Linked DNA regions of Hordeum vulgare: region 1 is linked to region 2. Evidence: chromatin contacts called from public Hi-C data. All regions are on one chromosome and are shown on one strand. Each heading gives the region's core, a stretch centred on a gene start, on an enhancer-like site or on the middle of the called end of the contact. The rest is flanking DNA. Distances are from core to core; before and after follow the strand shown.

Region 1 (3,530 bases), core at 484-2,983, 250 kb after region 2:
TCCAATCCTTTTCGCCATCGCCACCGCGCAAACGGATCGAAGACGACGACGCGGAAAACAGACACCAACCAATGCAAAAAAACAAGAAAAGGATATATGCACCACGTTCTTCTTTACGCCGGTAGCTATCAATCAAGAACTGGTAATCCACGAACAACAATGACCACGTACTTTTGTGACGGTGAGCTCCCCTCGCTCTTCCACACCGGCGTCGAGGGGTGCGGCAAGGGAAAGTGAAACTGGCAAACGCTTCTCTTGCCAAAGAATCATCGGTAGCGTGGAGGCGGCGGCGGCGACGCGTATGGCATGGGGTATACTGGTGGCAACGGGCCGGGGTATGCTGGCGGTGGGGGTGGCCGAGGTGGGACAAACGGCTTGCACTGGAAAGCTGCGCAGTCGACGGGTGGGCGGGCATAGAAAGCGGCGCACTGCTGCGGCATGCGCTGGGCGGGGCGGTCGGGGAGGCAGTTCCGGCGGTCGCCGTCGGCAGGCACGACGCGCGCGCAGGATGGCGGCTCGCCGGTGAAGAAGTTGTAGGAGAAGGTGAAGTTCTTGAGCCGTGGGAGGTCGCACACGGCCTCCGGCACGGTCCCCGACAGCAGGTTGTGCGCAATGTCGAACTGCTCCACCTTTTGCATCCCGGCCACCTGTGGCGGCAGCGGCCCTGCGAGGGCGTTGAAGCTGACGTCGAACACCGTCACCTCCCGGAGCATCCCGACCTCGGCCGGGAGGCACGAAGTGAGGCCGTTGTTGATGAGGAGGATCTCGTTGAGCGTGTCGGACATGTTGCCGAGGCTGGCCGGGAGGCAGCCGCCGAAGTCGTTGTTGGCGAGGACGATGACGGACACGGGCGAATTGCCGAAGTTGTCGGGGAGCTGGAAGCGGAGGCGGTTGTGGTTGAGGAAGATGGCGTCGAACGGGCGGTCGAATAGCTCCCGCGGAACGCCGCCCTCGAAGTCGTTGAAGCGGAGGTCGAGGAACCTGAGGGACGGCATCTGGAGCACGACGGTGGGGAACGCGCCCACGAAGCGGTTGTTGCTGAGGTCGAGCTCGTGGAGGAGGACGAGCCGGCGGAAGGTGTCGGGCACGAGGCCGCAGAAGCGGTTGGAGTTGAGGTGGAGCAGCGCGAGGTCGCAGAGGAGGCCGAGCTCGGACGGGAGGTAACCCGCGATGTCGCCGTGGTTGAGGTCGACCCCGGCGACGGCGAGCTCGCCCGACGACGGAGCGGGCGCGCAGAAGACGCCGGTGTAGCTGCAGACCCCGGGGCCCACCCAGTCGCCGGTGAGGTTCTTGGGGTCGGAGAAGATGGCCTGCTGCTTCCACGTCTGCAGCGCGACGTACGCGTCCCGCAGCCGCGGGCTAGGGAACCGCCAGGCAGGGTCCACCTCCACAGCCGCCGTCTCCCTGACTCCTTCCGCCCATACGGCACCGCCCCCGCCGCTGCCGGCGAAGGCGAAAAAGCAGAGGAGCAGCACCACCGCGGCCGTCCTCATCTAATCACCTAGATTTCTCGCAGAAGAATCCAGGAAACCAAACGGAGCCGCTCGGTGCGGCGCTAAGATTTGGCAGCAGTTGGGTAGTGGATGGACGGAGGAGGAGCGAGGACGAGGGGGGGGGGGGGGGGGGGGGGTGAGTGGAGGTGGAAGTGGGGAGAGGAAGACAGCTATGCCACAGCTCAGAGGGAGAGCGAGGAGGGGTGGGAGTTTCGCGGGGGACGCGTAGCGGGGGGGAGGGGGCGCGGCGGGGGGAGATTTATGGTGGGGGGAGAGGATTTATGGTAGGCTTGGGGTCCCCCGCATTTGTCTCCGGAATACAGTACTCCTACTACGGTAATTATGGCCCTGATAGCGTGGGTTCAGTGGTTTAGTGGACTCTACGGGACATGGCCAGAGGCGTGCATGATCCAAAGCTAGTACTACTTCTAATCAATCCACAGAGTAGGAATGTAATCGCGTCCATAATAGTAAGAGCAAGTACAATAAGGTAAAGTCAGTAGGTTGTAAGGAATAAAATATTATATTTTTGCTAAGTTGGTTGAGAGAGAAGAGGAGAGAGAAGGGAAGCGGACTTTTCGTGAAGAGCCAGCTCTAGCACGTGCTCCTAGGTACTCTGTGAGAATGAAAGATGGGCCATATATGATAAAAGTAGTATTCTTTTATAGCTAACTATTGTACAAGTTAGCTATAAGATGGGCTATAAGATGTCTTATAGCCAACAGTTGGCCATACTATTAACCATGCTCTAAGAGTGAAAAATCTGGAATTTGGATTGTTGGAGCACGTTCATCCATATGAATGTTGAGGAATTTAGAGCGGGCACCCCAAACCTCCTAAAAAAGACGGTCCTGTAAAAATAAAAATCCACACACACCTAAAACAAGCCTCAAATGCTTGAGCTAACTAGCACCCCTCATGTTTAATTTAGATGTAGAGCGAATACAAAAAGACCGGACGCGACTGCCAAGTCGGACCACATATTCCTAACCCATAACAAATTGCGCCAAATCGTCCTCCCGCTTCCCTTCATCCTTTTCCGCGTCCGAGCCCTTGTTGTCCGCTACCCTTGCTCTCGATCCTCACCGCCGATGTCGATCTGCCGGTTGATATGTTGTCCAGCCCGTCCCTGACTGTCGCGACCGAGGTTGCGTCCGCCCCATTCATCGGCGTCCCGTCGGCTACATCGTGCAAGCCGGAGAACATCGCACGAGACCGGAGGATGCGAAGATAGACGAAAGCCTCTTGAATGAGCAAGCGAGGATGACAACAACGGAACACGCGACAAGGGTGCAGGGGGTATGTGGCCCAGATGTAGGCAGAATAGGACGCAAGGATGATATCGGAGTACGCGGGCATGGATGATATCCAGTGAGTGACCCGCCTAGAGAGCGAGTGATCCCCCGCGAGCGTATAAGGGGCACATTTGCCAAGTCTGGTTGTAGATGCTCTTACATCACACTTCTGTGGCATCTAACATTCTTTTTGTAAAGTATGCACTAGGAACCATAAAGCAAACAAAGAAAATCCCCTTTAATAAGGGCAAGGACCCGAAGGTCTCTATTCCATATAAAAATATTACGGATTTATTAATTCTCATCTAGATGTGAATTAATAGTCTTATATAACTCCTACATTATCTCCTCACAATTCACAAATGACCCTCTAAATCCAACATTGTAGGGGTTATGTCTCATCTAGATGAAAGCTAGACACACCTACAACTCTGAATAGATGATGAGTGTTATTTTTAGACTCCTCTAACCAAAACCTCATCGTCCTCTAACCAATATCGTTGTTGGCGAGGACGATGAAATATTTTGATTAAAACCGAGATATTTGCTTCGATGTTGTCACTAATGACTACTAAATACTAAGGATTCTAAAGCTCCTATCTTTATTTTGTTTCCATGGGAAATGGTCTATTTATGAACGAAATCAAGCGGATACATGGAAAGGAGTAAAGTGGAAGACAGAGAAGATCAGTTGGAGGCGTACAAGAGGAAACAGAGCAAAAGTCGGTGTTCCATACGACCG
Region 2 (3,097 bases), core at 483-2,982:
TGACCTGTCTGAGTTTCTAGAAACTTAGGCAACCCTGCCAGTAGAAGGAAGAGCCTCTTCTAGCTAGTGTTTGCAACGATAACTTGGACCCTTTGGACGACATGTAAGAAGATGGTTATCGAGCGAGTCTTCTTGCGACGGGCTACTCACTCTGTTTTTCAAATTTCCGGGCTTTCGGCAGAACCGAGACCCACTCTCTAGGTTGCATTAGGGACTCACTAATTACGTGAGGGCACCGCCTTACTTCACCATGTTCGGTTTTTTGGCCACATGGTGGTTTCTTTTTCCTTTTCATTTAGGGCATGTTTGTGTTGTTGACCCAGGAGACTTATGTCTATTTTCCGTGCACTTGAATTTGTTGTATGGACGTGGGTAGTTTGGTTTATCGTGCTCAAAGAACTGGACATAAGGATTCCCATGAGCTTTAAGTGGGGCGCATTTAAAGGCCATGTGAGCGTCTCCAAGAAAGGAAACAACACAAGTGAGTCTCCCCGCTACTATCATCGACAAACCAAGTACGGATTTCACCCTTCTCTAATTCTGAGCAATCTCATGGTCGTTTGATCGGGAGTCAAAGATTAGGAAGTAAAGTAGTTGGTCGGAACCGCCACCTAGGAGGGGTGGGCTCTACACTTGCGATCGGGTACAGGCTTTGGGACTGTTACAATGTGAGACGTGGAGGTGGGCACGGTCGGGGAGGTGGCGGGGCAGATAGAGTCGGCGCATAGAAAGCAACAACGATCGATGATGCCAACGACCTAGGAACTCAAGGGGACGTAGGGGGCAGAGCTACTAAGATACCGACAACCCGAGGAAGCTTGAAAAGATGTAGCTACTTGATCGTCAAGGACGAAACCACACCGAGAGAGGAGGCCCACAAAACCGTGGACACTGGACGGTGTAGGTTTAGGGTCGTCCGGGTGGAAGCAACGTCGGCAAAGGGATCATTGCAAGGCTTCACGCACCCGCCACACCATCGTTAAGGACGAAGGCAGTCGTCGCTAGGAAAACGGTTGTCAAAGACGAAGAGGCTCGCCTACAAGGAGGCAGGCCCACAAGCATCAACAAGCATGACTCTAGCCTGGCCACAACGGCTACATCCACAACCCCGGCTAGGAGCATAACACCAACAAGATCGGGTTGTGTCATTGGGGAGGAAACTACAAGGGAGCAGCAGCCGCAAAACATATCGACTGTCAAGGGGAGAAGCGGTTAGAGAGGACCTCGAGAGGTCGCACAAAGAGTGGATCTAGGAGAGGGTGTAGCATCGCGGGACAAACATGTAACGTACACACACATCATACCCATATGAACACCTTTAAAAAACTGAGTTATCATATCATCTTAAGATTTATAAACACCGTAGTTGACTCGTCATCAACGAAAAATCTTCTTCCAGTAAATGGGCATCGCCCGAAATCTTAAAATAATTTCAGAAATAATGCAAACACACCAACACAACCTTAATTAGGCCGTCAATCATATTAGCATATGGTACCTGCAGTGCTAGCCTAGCCTAGGCGCGCGTCCACTATGAACGATCAAACCATGCATGTGTGGTGTTTGTGACCAGCAGATTGTTCTGGTTACTGAATAAGTGTACTTGATCTTACGAACAGAATCAGATACCAAAGCGATGACACTCTAGCTAGCTAGCTAGCAGTTATACCAAATGCCTTCCAGCCGTCCTATACCTACCGCCCTCTTTTGCACAACCGTGTCTCGTTCTACACCGCTCCCTTGCCATGCCTGCCATACCTACCGTCTTTTGCGAGTTGCTGTTTCTTTGCCCCTTAACTCATCCGAGAATGGGGGGATCACATCACAGTTTGAGCTCATAGTCATAGGCAAGATGACCCGTGTTCAGGTATCGAACGCTACTACTAGTACTAACTCGGTTAATCAATAGCCTCCGTGCACCGGTGTCGGTGCGAGACACGCATGGTCACGCTCACACACCGACGGCCCTCAAAACGTACCACCAACACTTGCATTTGCACGAAATCGAGCTGTCGGTCGCCGCAAAATGCACCCAGATACTGCGCTTGATAACCTGATGATTGAGTTTTTAGCATCCCTTCCATTTTGACCGCGCATGCATATGGGTTCCTGAACCCTGCACGAGTCACAGAGCGGATCCAGTTGACCTTCTGACTATGGAAAGGTTTGTTTGCTTTGTCCTCTGGTAAACTTGGCTTGGAGCAAACACTATGGCAGGTGGCGCAGCTGTTGGCCATGAGTGGGCATGCAGTGGCCATAGCTGCACGGCACTGCAGCGCACGCGCAGCGCTGCGAGTAGAACAGTCGTCGTGGGTCGCCTTTGGCGGACGGGCTCACATGGCCTGCGCCGTTGCGTGGCACCGAAAGGCGCGCGCAGTTTTTTCTGTTGGGAAACTAAAAAGGACCTGTTTGCCAGAAAAGAAAATCTTGACATGCTGGGACGAGCAAGTGGGGCTTCTGGAAACTAAAGTTTCTCCCTCAAGCTTTCCTTTCCTCGCTCGCCACTCACCGGGATGGTGTCACGATTCACGTCTCGTAGCTGCACATGCTGCCCATCATCTAGCTAGTCGTCCACATCGATCTATCCTCCAAATTGGTGCAATTGAGCACAATGGACGGATTCGCCCAAAAAGTCGATGTTAAGGTAGGACCAGGCTCTGGCCCTCCCAGAGGAACTGTTCAATTAACCCGCGAAAAGAAGAAGACAAAACACTGTTCAATTTTTTAAAGATATATATAGTTCATGTCCATATAAACATATGCACAATTATCCTTATAAATCGTGCTCACACATATTTTTTTTGCGGGGAGTGTTCACACATATTTTATTCTTATGAATACCTACTACAGGCTGATTGTTGATTGTTGAAGAAAACGGTATGCATTATAAACTAAAAATGAAGCAAAACTTGAATTTTTGTGCATATGAATCAGGATATGATGCTCCTTTCAAGCCATGTAGTATCATTGCATACACCACAAGGAAAAAGAAAAAAAACATGTGCACTCATAAAACAAATTCAAATATCCATCCACTATATGATATAGTGGTAGATAGAGGGGAGACGAAACAACATTGTCACCCACGGACATAGGA

Evidence for each region. A called contact is a pair of places that touch in the nucleus more often than the background predicts.
Region 1: a Hi-C map of seedling shows a contact between it and region 2, with 3 times the contacts expected there. The contact joins the promoter of LOC123427000 here to the enhancer-like site in region 2. A contact is called at or near these places in 2 of 6 Hi-C or Micro-C datasets (leaf and seedling) and 1 of 1 datasets of contacts at active chromatin or transcription factors (embryo).

Annotation. Positions count from the first base shown.
Region 1 is chr1H:129,594,743-129,598,272 of MorexV3_pseudomolecules_assembly, forward strand. LOC123427000 (leucine-rich repeat extensin-like protein 4) reads right to left here and starts at 1,734. Exons shown (of 1, transcript XM_045110930.1): 1 at 1-1,734. The coding sequence starts at 1,493. The coding sequence ends at 267.
Region 2 is chr1H:129,341,914-129,345,010 of MorexV3_pseudomolecules_assembly, forward strand. No RefSeq gene overlaps it. Among protein-coding and RNA genes, the nearest start is that of LOC123427000, 250 kb to the right of the region's middle. Within about 2 kb of position 1,733, at least 3 of the 3 cell types and tissues checked have open chromatin away from gene starts, as enhancers often do. A contact at or near this core is called in leaf and seedling, where this site is marked.